3 separate regions of the Mus musculus genome follow, and all the other regions are linked to region 2. Evidence: chromatin contacts called from public promoter capture Hi-C data. All regions are on one chromosome and are shown on one strand. The core of a region is the stretch at or near the end of the contact, and the rest is flanking DNA. Distances in the headings are between cores, read along the strand shown. Region 1 holds the start of Ankrd26 (ankyrin repeat domain 26). Region 2 holds the start of Ccdc77 (coiled-coil domain containing 77). Region 3 holds the start of Bms1 (BMS1, ribosome biogenesis factor).

What was found. Promoter capture Hi-C pulls out the DNA fragments that hold promoters and counts their contacts.
Region 1: a promoter capture Hi-C map of hippocampal neurons shows a contact between it and region 2, with 7 times the contacts expected there. The contact joins the promoter of Ankrd26 here to the promoter of Ccdc77 in region 2. A contact is called at or near these places in 8 of 39 promoter capture datasets (the 3T3-L1 cell line, 3T3-L1-derived adipocytes, cranial neural crest and 4 more), 1 of 115 datasets of contacts at active chromatin or transcription factors (astrocytes) and 2 of 9 other capture datasets (adipose tissue and embryonic tail).
Region 3: a contact with region 2 is called in a promoter capture Hi-C map of hippocampal neurons, with 9 times the contacts expected there. The contact joins the promoter of Bms1 here to the promoter of Ccdc77 in region 2. A contact is called at or near these places in 4 of 39 promoter capture datasets (cranial neural crest, hippocampal neurons, liver and 1 more), 1 of 115 datasets of contacts at active chromatin or transcription factors (astrocytes) and 1 of 9 other capture datasets (adipose tissue).

What each region holds. Positions count from the first base shown.
Region 1 is chr6:118,560,864-118,564,770 of GRCm38.p6, reverse strand. It overlaps Ankrd26 (ankyrin repeat domain 26), which reads left to right and starts at 2,500. Exons shown (of 34, transcript NM_001081112.2): 1 at 2,500-2,958. The coding sequence starts at 2,714.
Region 2 is chr6:120,355,114-120,359,261 of GRCm38.p6, reverse strand. Ccdc77 (coiled-coil domain containing 77) reads left to right here and starts at 1,895. Exons shown (of 12, transcript NM_001381936.1): 1 at 1,895-1,935.
Region 3 is chr6:118,417,008-118,420,693 of GRCm38.p6, reverse strand. It overlaps Bms1 (BMS1, ribosome biogenesis factor), which reads left to right and starts at 1,277. Exons shown (of 23, transcript NM_194339.1): 1 at 1,277-1,406; 2 at 2,077-2,285; 3 at 3,116-3,306. The coding sequence starts at 2,110.

The DNA.
Region 1 (3,907 bases), core at 1,251-3,750, 1.8 Mb after region 2:
GCATGGACTGTGCTTGGCACTGCCTGCCTATAATCCTAGCCCTGGGAGGGAGAGGGAGAAGATTCAAGGTCATTCTCAGTTACACAGCTGACCATGGTCTCTGGGGGAGGAGACCCTATGTAATAAGAAAGTGATGATTGTACTTTAATGCACATTTAATGAACAGTAAAGCCATCTATTATTTTAAATCAGCTTTTGGGAATTTCATACAGAACTGTATTACATCATTTCTACCTCATCCCCCCTCCCTCCAATTACTCCCATGTCCTCCTCACTCCCTTTCAAATTCATCTTGTCTACTTTGTTTTACACACACACACACACACACACACACACACACACACACACACACGCATAATGCTGAGCTTCAAAAGGCAGTTCTTGTCTCAACTGCCTTGATGAGGTTTTATGGGTGTACTCTCCTCTCATATCCAGAAGACACTAATGAGTCCTCTTGTTCTAACAATCATTCTACCCTCTAGCCTTCCATGGAGTCTCTGGGGCTTGGGTATATAGGGGATTTGTTGTAATGTATCAGCTGGGGTTGGGGACCCTATGGTCCACTACTGCCAGTTTCCTAAGGCACTATTATGTCTAACTTTAGTATAATTTTACATTTGAGGTTTCTATGTTATGTGTATGAATGTCCCATTTGCATGCCTGTCTATGTGCCACATATATGCAGAGCCAATGAAAGGTAGAAGAGGGCATCAGGTCCCCTGGAACTTGTACAACCGACCAATGCTAGTCTTCATCACATGGGTGCCGGACAGTCAGTGCTCTATCGGCTGAGCCATAGCTCCAATCCCCTGTACTTGTGTTCTAAATACTTGTCCTTGTACCCACAGATGAGTGTAAGTCTCACCCCTTGCCAAAGAAGCTTCTTTTTGCAACAGGTGGAGGTTACTAAAGCAATCTACAGCTGGTCAAAATGCAGAGAATAACTAGCTAATAGTTAAATGGACCCAGAGCAAAGCCCAGAGCAGTGTGATAGAGAGACAGAAAGCAGGGGCAGTGGTCTACACCCAAAACACCAGCTTTCCAAAGCGGAGGCAGGAGAATCATTAAGGTTCAAGGGTAGCATAGGCTAGAGTGAGATTCTGTTTTACACACACACACACAGAGGCACACATGCACACACATGCGCGCACACACACACAAAGATAAAATTAGCAATAGAATTTATTTCAATTTTTATTACAAAAGATATAGTCAAATCAAAAACCTGTGGAATCATTCCATTGAGTACAGCATGTATTACAGATCCACACTGCAGAAGTGGGATTCCTGTGGGTTGGGGAGCAGGGGGAGGGGGTAGGATAGGAAAGCTGATAACATTCGAAATGTAAAGAAAATATCTAATAAAAAATTAAAAATTAAAAAAAAAAAGAAGCTGTACCATAGGAACTGACTGATCTGAACTACTGCCGTAGCAAGTTTTGAACGTTGCAAGTCCAGAAGCAAATCACATTGAGCCATCGTGTTCTCCTGTGCGTGGGACCTAGCTTCTTTATGTCCAGGAGGTAAAGCCTTTGGAATGTCCACTGGGACTCCTAGCTTCCATCAGCCAAAGGGGGTAAGAAATTCATCAACTGCCATCTGAGGGGTGTTAACACAAAACCCACTTACCTGACGTACCCACCGACGTATCTGAAAAGTGGGTTGATTTGTTGTCGTTTCTATTAAAATTGGAACATGAAACAGGATTTGAGGTAGCCTGAATTTGAGGTAGTTCCTGCGGCCACTGGAGGTCCTATTAGGCACGAACGGTATTTTATTCCCTTTGAGGTGAGTTGTGGCTTTAGATTGACAAAATTTATTAACAATTTAAAACGTCAAGGTGAACACTTACACTGGAAAACTGCTTACTAAGTATTACTTTTTCCAGGTCCAAAACCAAAAATTTACACACATCATATCGTTTCATTCAGATCCCAAATGCAGACAACCTTTTCTTCTTACCTCCCATCAGCTTGTCTAACTCATATACTGACTCTTTAGGCTGTGAAACACGATCATTTATTGCACTAATTCCCAAACTACTTAGCTTAACAAAATCTCTTCCCTTACTCTTCCACGCCACGATTCCATCCATGCTGTTTGTAGTTTACTTTTTGATTATCGCCTACCTAGAGTCCAATAGGTTTGCTCCCCAACAGGTTTAACTGCCACTGAAACACAAGGCCAAAGCTAAGCAGGGAGGCCGGACTCCAGAAGGTTCTGCGCCCATCTGCCAGGCGCCCTCAATGCCCGCAGTCCTGGAGTACTGGGTCTGGGTTCCACGCTGCTGAGCGACCCCCATTCCTGTTGAAGCCTTGCAGCGATCACGCCCAAACCGAGGCTAACCCGGGCCTCTGGAAACAACACACTGCCCACCTCCGCCTTAAACCCCGGGTTAGAGAACCCGCTAGGTTGCAGCGCCCTGACCTCCTGAACAGCAAAGAAGGCGGAGCCTGGCCGTGCGCACGCGTGCTGGGCACTGGTCGCTGCTGGGCCTGTGTGAGCATGCGCGGCAGCAAGAAGGCGCGGGTTGCTAGTTTGCAGCTCGGCTTGGCGATTATTGTGCTTTAAAAACCTGCCGGGCCATGCAGCGTCTTTCCCGGTGGGATCCCGTGCGTCTAGGCCGGCTTTTCAATAAGTGCCCTAGCTGCGTTGTGTTGTCAGCCAACGTTGCGCGGGGAAGAAGGTGCCTGTGAGGGGCGTACCCTCTGCCATGAAGAAGATTTTTGGCTTCAGGAGTAAGGGCCCATCGCCCTTAGGCCCCTCTGCCCGCCCGCGCAGCAACTGCGTGGGCTTTGGACGCGAGAGTGCTAGTGGCTCCCACGTGCCCAGGTACCATATTCACGACAAGGATATGGGCAAGATCCACAAGGCTGCAAGCGTGGGAGATGTAGCCAAAGTGCAGCATATCCTTATCCTTGGAAAAAGTGGCGTGAACGATAGAGACAAGAAGGACAGGTAATAAATGGCCCGCCAGTTAGCGGGGCGGGACGAAGCTGGTGGGGGAGCGTGCACCTACCTTGTCTGGCTTTGGGGCTGGAAGACAGAGAGTCTATCTTTCATTAAGGAAGCTTGACTCTTCCCACCTGGCTTTGAATGCCTAAGTCTTAGTGGGGTCTAAGCCCTGACCTGTATGAACAGCAAGGACAGCAACAAAAAACACTTCAGCTGGTTTCTGATCCACTGACAGTTCCCTTCACTGGCAATGTAAAGCGAGTTAACTAACATTTTAACTTTCTGCATACATATAAGAAAGTTTTATGTTGTAGAAATACATAATAGGAGAAATGTTTCTGTTCAAGGTTAAAAATTCTTCCACTAACATACAGGATCCATCTTATCACTGCCGTACACCTGTGTGAATGGTTTTGGTTGGTTGGTTTGTTTTTACTGCATTTTGAAGTGGGAAAATAGTTCCATATTCTCGAGTCAAAGATTGGTAATTCCCAGAACTCGAACTCTGAATATCCTGATCAATTTAACGTAAGCCAAACCCGACCGTCAGCGTTTTAACAATTTTGAGTTTCTTATGTTGCTTTTGATTTTGTGATGAGACGAGAAAAAAAAAACTTTCTAAAGGATAAAACTACTAGTTTTCACAAGTCAGTCGTTTACTAGCAGCCAAAGAGACACAGCAGTGAGCAGGGTGGAATAGAAAACCCAGAACATATCCAATCAAGTATATGTAAGAATTTAGATATTGCTGGGCAGTGGTGGCTCATGCCTTTAATCCCAGCACTTGGGAGGCAGAGGCAGGTGGATTTCTGAGTTCGGGGCCAGCCTGGTCTACAGAGTGAGCTCCGTGACAACCAAGGCTACACAGAGAAATCCTGTCTCAAAAAACAAAACAAAACGAAAAAACCAACCAACCAAACAAACAAACAAAAAAACCAAAAAAGAATTTAGA
Region 2 (4,148 bases), core at 646-3,145:
TTTTTTCGAGACAGGGTTTCTCTGTGTAGCCCTGGCTGTCCTGGAACTCACACTGTAGACCAGGCTGGCCTTGAACTCAGAAATCCGCCTGCCTCTGCCTCCCGAGTGCTGGGATCAAAGGCGTGCGCCACCACACCCGGCTGAACCATGCTTTTAAAAATAGTATTTATGCTATAATTTATACCATAATATTAAAATTTTAGATTTACTTCATGAGTGTTTTGTCTGCAGGTATGTATGTGCCTACTGCCCACAATAGGAGGTCAAAAGACTGGGACTTGTCTCCAGTCAAGGGATTACATATTCAAATGTTATGTCTAGTCAGTCTCATTTAAACATCAGGAGGATATATGAAGAGCTGAGGGTGGTGGCTCATGCCTCTAAACCCAACACTAGTTGGGGAACCCTGTCTCAGCAACAAAAGAGGATATATAAAAGGAAGTTACACAAGAAAGGATCAATTCTGCAATGCATAGTAGCATTACTTTAAAATTTGGAAAGCTTGAAAATTGAAGCTTTTATGCCTATGTCAACTTCAGTGGCTCACTGATAAGTGTACACAATTTTTTCAATATGATATTTCAAATATCATTGGTTTTCCTATTCATGTCATAGGAAAGGATAAAGAGAAAGTTTATAGTTTTTCCTTCTTTGTTATTCTATTTTGGTTAGTCCCTGGGAAATTCTTGGAGTCAGGCTTGGGTGAGAAGTATAGTTCAGTGGTAGAATACTTGTTTACCATTAAGTAACCATGATTCCTTTTTTGGTTTTGTTTTGTTTTGTTTTGTTTTGTTTTGTTTTGTTTTGTTGAGACAGGGTTTCTCTGTATAGCCCTGGCTATCCTGGAACTCACTTTGTAGACCAGGCTGGCCTCGAACTCAGAAATCTGAGGCCTGCCTCTGCCTCCCGAGTGCTGGGATTAAAGGCATGTGCCACCACGCCCGGCAGGACCATGATTCCTGAAGCCTTAGTTCAGTCGCAGGGTGAATCCAATGACTGAGCAAACAAGCAAAGAGCCATTAAAATGTGTTTGGAGTCAGAGGTGATGAGCTATAATACCTCTCTGTGTGTTTGTTTTGTTTGTTGTTTGTTTAAGGGTGTAGTTCTGCCCTAGAACTTGCTGTGTAGACCCAGCTGGCTGCCCCTGCCTCCCATACACTGGGCTTATGCCTGAGTCCCAGAATTTGAGGGTAGATGCAGGAGGATCTCTGAGGCTTCTACACAGCAAGATCCAAGCTAAACTGGATACATAGTGAGTCCTGGTTTGGTTCCTCACACCCATATGGTGGCTCACAACCATCCCTCTTTAATTACATCTAAGCTAAGGCATAGAAAACTCTGTCTCCTCCTCTCCTCTCCTCTCCTCTCCTCCCCTCCCCTCCCCTCCCCTCCCCTCCCCTCCCCTCCCCTCCCCTCCCCTCCCCTCAAACTCCTGATCCTTTTTATGTCCCTTCTCAGGAATTGGGATTACAGGCTTTTACAACTCCGTAGGATTTGTAGAACGTTTCTTAGGCTCACTTGAAACAAACTAAAGGCTCACTCGAAACAAATGATAATGTGTACTAAACTCTCCGAGGAGTTCTCGTGATTATGTATGTCATTTATGCAACAGGTTTCATTAAAGGAAAATAGTTAAGTGAGTTTAGACTGAGTTGTCAAAACGAGTTCTAACAGCCAAGGGATACTTACCTCCCCCCTCCACACGCATTCTGTCTTTGCGCAATGCTGTGTGCAGAAGAGAAACTACACTTCCCAGGAACCTCTGCCGGTGAGGCGCAAGGCAAGATGGGAAGTACTGCTGGGTGAACAACCGTCCTATTGGTGTGCAACCTAAAAGGCCGCCTGAGCTCGTGAGCGATTGGTAGGATTTTGTAGATGCTCGCTGATTTGAGTTGTTTTTCGGTTGCGTTGTTGGACGCCAGGGGTTAGCACTTGGTGAGTGTGGATTTCAGGGAAAGGGTGAAAGTTTTTTGGGGAGTAAATATGGTGGGATAAAAGCCTTAGTAATCAGTGCGGAAGGGAGCTACAGGAGACTAAACCTAGGGCCAGTCAAGGAAAGATTGTCTGTAAAAAGAGAAGTTTCCGGGACGCGGAGAGCTTTAAGAATGACTGAGCAAAGATCTGCTCAAGAACTGTATGAACTTGCCAGAGAACAGGATCCAGACGTCCTGAGATGGACGGAGTTCCGTCTCCGTCTTCCTCCCACTTGCTTAAGCTTCGATTTCCTCGTTTGAAAAATAAGGGATAATAAAAATACTTCAGAAAGTGGTTATGCGGGTAAATACGACTTTTTAGGGACGGGGTTGTGGCCAATATGTAGAGTGTTTGCTTAGCACGCCTGTGCCCTCAATTCGATCTCTTACACCTACAAAACAGAAACCCATCACCTTTTATATAAATAGAGGCATTCCTGCCTTGCAAGGTAGGATTAAGATGGCTTCTGTCTGCCTGGAAGATAGGTTATCATAGTAAAACTGCAAATACAGGCATTTATCAGTGAGGGGGGAAAAAAAGCTTTTAAATTTTTTTAATTATTCGTTTTTGTTTTTTGATTCGGGAATCTTACTCTGCAGCCCACGTGGGCTTGCAGTTCACTATATGTACCAGACTGGTCTCAAACTCTTGGCATTATACTCTTGTCTCGGTCTTCTGAGTGTTGGGAGTACAAGTACACAATCAGTTTATGGTTTTTCTGTTGTTTATTTGAGACAAGACCTTGCTCTGTTCCGGGCTTGCCTGGAATTCAACTCTGTACCCTAGGCTGCCCTCAATGTTGGGTGATCTTCCCAGTGCTAGCTTTTAATGACAGATGCCACTACAATTGGCTTTCTAGATCGTCTTGAATGGAAAAACTCAAGAAAGAGATGGAAGAAATAGTATTTAAGATGAATTTTACATGCAGAATACACTTGATTAAGTGAATTTACTAGAGTTGTGGAAGGAGTTATAATTGAACTGCCAGGAAGCTCATGAGCAAAGGCATAGAACCAAGAACATTATGTGCCTCTGGCGTGGTGTATAAGCTTTTAATCCCAGTGCTCGGGAGCCAGAGGCAGGCAATCTCTGTAAGTTTTAGACCAGCCTGGTTTACATAGTTCCAAGCCAGCCGTAGTGAGATCCTGTCCAAAAAAACAAACAAAAAAAACATTTTATAAAAACAGGGTATATCTGGGGAAAGAGATAAAAATAAGTCAGGGAAGAGAGGTTAGGCTCTAAAATAGAAAGTTCTGAATTCTAGGCTTTATTTAATGTTCGTGTCTGTAAGTAGCCACTTGTCAGCTTGTGATTTTTTTGTTTTGTTTTGTTTGTTTGTTTGTTTTGTTTTTTTTGGAACAAGGTATCTATCACTATATAATGCTGGTTGTCCTGGAACTCAGGCTGGATATGAGAATCTAGAAAAGTATGGCCTAACCTTTCCCTTAAATCATTAGACAGGGGCTAGAGGGACGGTTCAAGTGTTTGAGAACACAGGCAGCTCTTCCAAGGGACCTGGGTTTGATTCCCAGCACCCACATGGCAGCTCACAGTAAACATGCATCTAGTGCACAGACACACATGCAGGGAAAACACCCATACACATAAAATAATCATATTTTTAAAATTATTAGAGCCAACAGTATAAAAATGGTATAAGAGGACTCAGCAGGTTGAGGTGACAACTTGAGGCTGACCCTCCTAGAGATACCAGGGAGTAGGGAGAGAAAGCTGACTCTTTAGATGTACATACATGCCCACATACACACACACACACACTCAAATACACACACACACTCTTAAAAAACCAAGATGATCTTTCCTCCTCAGTTACTTGTTGTCAGTTAAGATGGAAATTATAATCATACAGATTTTTTTTCTGCTGTTTTTTAATTTTTGTTTTGTTTTCCTGGTGCTAGAGGATTAGAACCCTGGGCCTCACATATCCTGGGTAATCTTTGTCAAAGATAAAAAGTAGAAAAAGCAAGTCAAACAAAGTACTTTTGGCTCTCTGTTCATTCTAAATTTGGCATGACAGTCTCCTTAATTTCCATGGACTATATTGCTTATTTTTAAAAGTTTTTTTAAATTTATTATTGTGTTTATGTGTGAGTATGTAGAGGTCGGAGGACAACTTTGTGGGGGTTTTGTTTGTTTGTTTTGTTTTGTTTTTT
Region 3 (3,686 bases), core at 28-2,527, 1.9 Mb after region 2:
GTTAGCAAGCACTATGGTGTCTGCCCTGAGTTCTTCCAGCGTTGGACTGTATGAGAAATTTCTCATAGGCCTCATTTGGTGGTTCAGCTAGGGGGATAGTTGCCAGGCAGGATGACCCTGTCACAGGTTGGGACTGAGGGCTGTTTGACTTGTTCAATAGACACCTCTGTCAGCCATTTGTCCTCAGTTTGCGATCTTACATTCCAATCCTTTTGTTGATGATAAAGGGCAATGTAGTCTTTTCTATAACTACTTCCTGCAGAAATTGGGGCGTTGCTCTGGAATGTGCAGAAAGGCTAGAATGATGGTCACTGGAATGATAGTCAAAGGATGGGGAGAGAGAAATAGGAGGGCCAACCTCACAAACTATCATTTGCTAAACCTTTGATTTTGTTTCATAATTTCCATATGAACCTTTAGAGCTGTTTTGTGTTGGTGTGCTATTAAAAGGTACAAAATGGGAGACTTTGAGGCAACTGAACCCATGTTCTTGGCTCATTGAGGTGAGAGCTGTGTTTTGCATGAACATGCTATTTTGTGGGAACCTGAATCCGTATTCCCAGGCCGCAGTCACTCTTATTTGGCGCAAGGAAAAAACCCTACTTCTTATTCTCCTTGAGATGAGCTCAGTTTTGAGTCCAGCATAACTGTAGCAAATAACCGGGACTGGGGGTTTGAGGGCTATTCCCCAGGACTGGACTGAGTCCTGGGGATGCAAGGCTGAGCACAGAGACACAAGACACACGACACACATAGCCACACATGCACACAAAATGGCAAGCTAAGACGTTTTCTGAAGAAAACGCCCTCTCCAGGAGCACAGAGGAGCACCCTGCCCTCAGCCCGTCGGTCCTGGCACAAGAGGGCAGCAGAGCGCTGAAAACCCGTGAGGACAGCTCTGGCAGCGGTGACAGGGAGCGGTAGCCTAGCGGATGGGGCGGCGGAATTCACAGCTTTCAAGTTGGGACTGGCGATGACTCGGGCGTCCTTCCAGCGTTCCTCTGCTACTCAAATAAGCGGGCCAGGGCCCAGCGCCGCGCGGATCCTCTGAAGCCAGGTCGCGCTGGCTGAGAGCCCGACTCTCAGAGTGGCTGGGACCCGAAGGAGAGGGCAGTCCGTGCGAAATCTGAAAGTGCGCTTGCGCAACCCTCAGCCAACCCAGAGCTTACTTCCGGCTTTCCCCTGAAAGTCGTCCGTCCACGGGTTCCTTTTTTTCCCCTCTTCTTTGCTCGTTTCCCTCCGACGGGTACAAGCAGAAGGACAGTTTCCGCTTCCGGCGTCGTGCTTGCGGGCTGGAGCGGTTGCTGCCGTGAGTCCGAGTGCTTTCGCGAGCCCCGTCGGCTTCCCGGTTCGGTCGGTCCTCGACCTCCCGACAGGCTGCTCCCAGGCTGCGTCTGGGCTGGAAGGCAAGTTTCTCGGCCGCCGGAGAGGTGCTCCCGGGAGTGTGGAGGGCGTGGGTTCGTGCAGTGCTGGATGGGGAGCGGGTCACTCGAGCAGGGAGGGCTCCTGCCCAGCTCGGCTGCGTGTTCTTCTCCCAGCAAAAATAGATCACCGGGAGGGGAAAATGTGCTTCCTCCAGGAGCTGAGAGGCGAGTCTGCTCAGCACTGTTCGGATGTCTTAAACTTGTATGTTTGTTTTCGTTTTAAGTTAAAAGGACACTTCAGCCTAAGCTACCTAGAATAGTAGGCACTAGTCACGTGCGACTAAGTTTAAAATTAATTTAAACTTAAGATAGTTTTCAGTTTCCGAAGGTACGCTTGAAATTCTCTGTAACCACGTGTAGTTCACAAGGCTTCTGTACTGAGAACAGCAGGTAGGATGTATTTCTGTCATTACAAAAAATGAGCACTGTCGAAATGGCTTCAACATAAAACATAAGAAGGATAGTGTTGGTGCTGCTAACTCTTATACTTTATGGCGTAAGAAAGGGACGTGAATTTGAAGATACTGGCTAAACATTTTCTACCTCCATTCAATGAACAAATACATCAGCACTTAAGTAAATTAAATTACTGCCCTCCTGTGTTACCCTGATTATAATTGATTACCACCACCGTCCTCCCTGTTCCGTGTAGGTAAGACTTATTTGTAGTAGATAAATAGCCACCATGGAGACCAAGGACCACAAGAAACATAGGAAGAAGCACAGTGGGCCTAAAGCTGAGAAGAAAAAGAAACGGCACCTGCAAGACCTACAGCTTGGAGATGAAGAGGATGCCCGGAAGAGAAACCCCAAAGCTTTCGCAGTGCAGTCAGCTGTGCGGATGGCGAGGTCCTTTCACAGGTGTGTTTACCTGGGGTTAGTGGGTCTTCCCTTAAGTACTGGGAGCCTCTCCCAGATGGCATTTGCCTTGTGAGTCTTAACTCAGGTCTGAAGGACGTAGGCATGCCATAGTAGGCATGCCGTATGGCTTTTCCTAAAATGTCAGAGCTCTGTCAAAGAAACATTTTCCCTCTAACACCTGCCCTTTGCCTTTCCCCACTTTTTTCTTTGTTTTCTTTCTTTCTGTCCTTCTTTCTTTCTTGTCCAAGAAGAAGAATTTACACAATTTAGATCACACACAAAAAAATCTCCTAAACTTTGCATATCTCCATGGCAGTTAAAGTGTTGGTGGTTCCCCCCCAATACTTTTAATGTAAAATACTAAAATAACTGTATTTAGGGAGATAATAATATATAGCCAGCAGTTTTCTTTAAATGTTACCTAATTGAATTCTTTCAACAGCATTAAGAAGTTAGGAATTATTCTCATCTGTGGATAAGAAAACAGATTCAGAGCACAAGTTCAATAGCCAGTTGATAGAACATTTACCCTGTCTCCTACACCTGACTTGTTTTATAACATCTCGTCACTATGGTTCCCCTTAATTCTCTTAAACATTAAAGCCAAGTCAGTGTCATGATGTGTTTGATTATTAACTTTATTTTTTAGTCATCTGTTTTATCTTTACTGAAGAATAACTTTTGGGTGAGGAGGGGGTTAGAAGTTAACCGGTTAAAATAAAGTTAATTGGATCCATGTATTATCTGGTCTCTATACCATCTGGACTTTTAAAAGATCTTTTGTGTTTTGGAAGTAAACTTTGTTTTGTTTTATTTTTGTAAACACATAGGACTCAGGACTTAAAGACGAAAAAGCATCACATTCCAGTGGTTGACAGAACTCCACTGGAGCCCCCACCAATAGTGGTAGTGGTGATGGGACCTCCAAAAGTTGGAAAGAGCACTTTGATACGATGCCTGATTCGGAATTTTACCAGACAGAAATTGAGTGAGATCAGAGGCCCTGTGACAATTGTGTCAGGTAGGGAGTGCCTCCATAGACTGCTGTGCCAAGGGATTGCTGTTTGGTCAAACAGAATATATAACACCGATGTTGTTACATCCGATTACCACATGGTTGCTTTTACTGACTTGCCTGTAACTCAGAAGGTAACTTCTCAGACATACAATGCTGATGTGCACCTCCTCAGTCTGACTGCTTGGTCTGCTTTGCCAAGTGTGCTTCGTGGAAAGGCCTAGGACTGGGTCTTGTTACTGTGAGCCCATTCATTTAACAATAAGTGAGCTCCCATATACCCCACACATCACTTTCCTTCTCAAAGCTACTCTGCGATAATTTGTGCACTTTTGTTTGTTTTTGTATTTGAAGCAGGGTCTCTCTATGTAGCTCTGGTTCTCCTG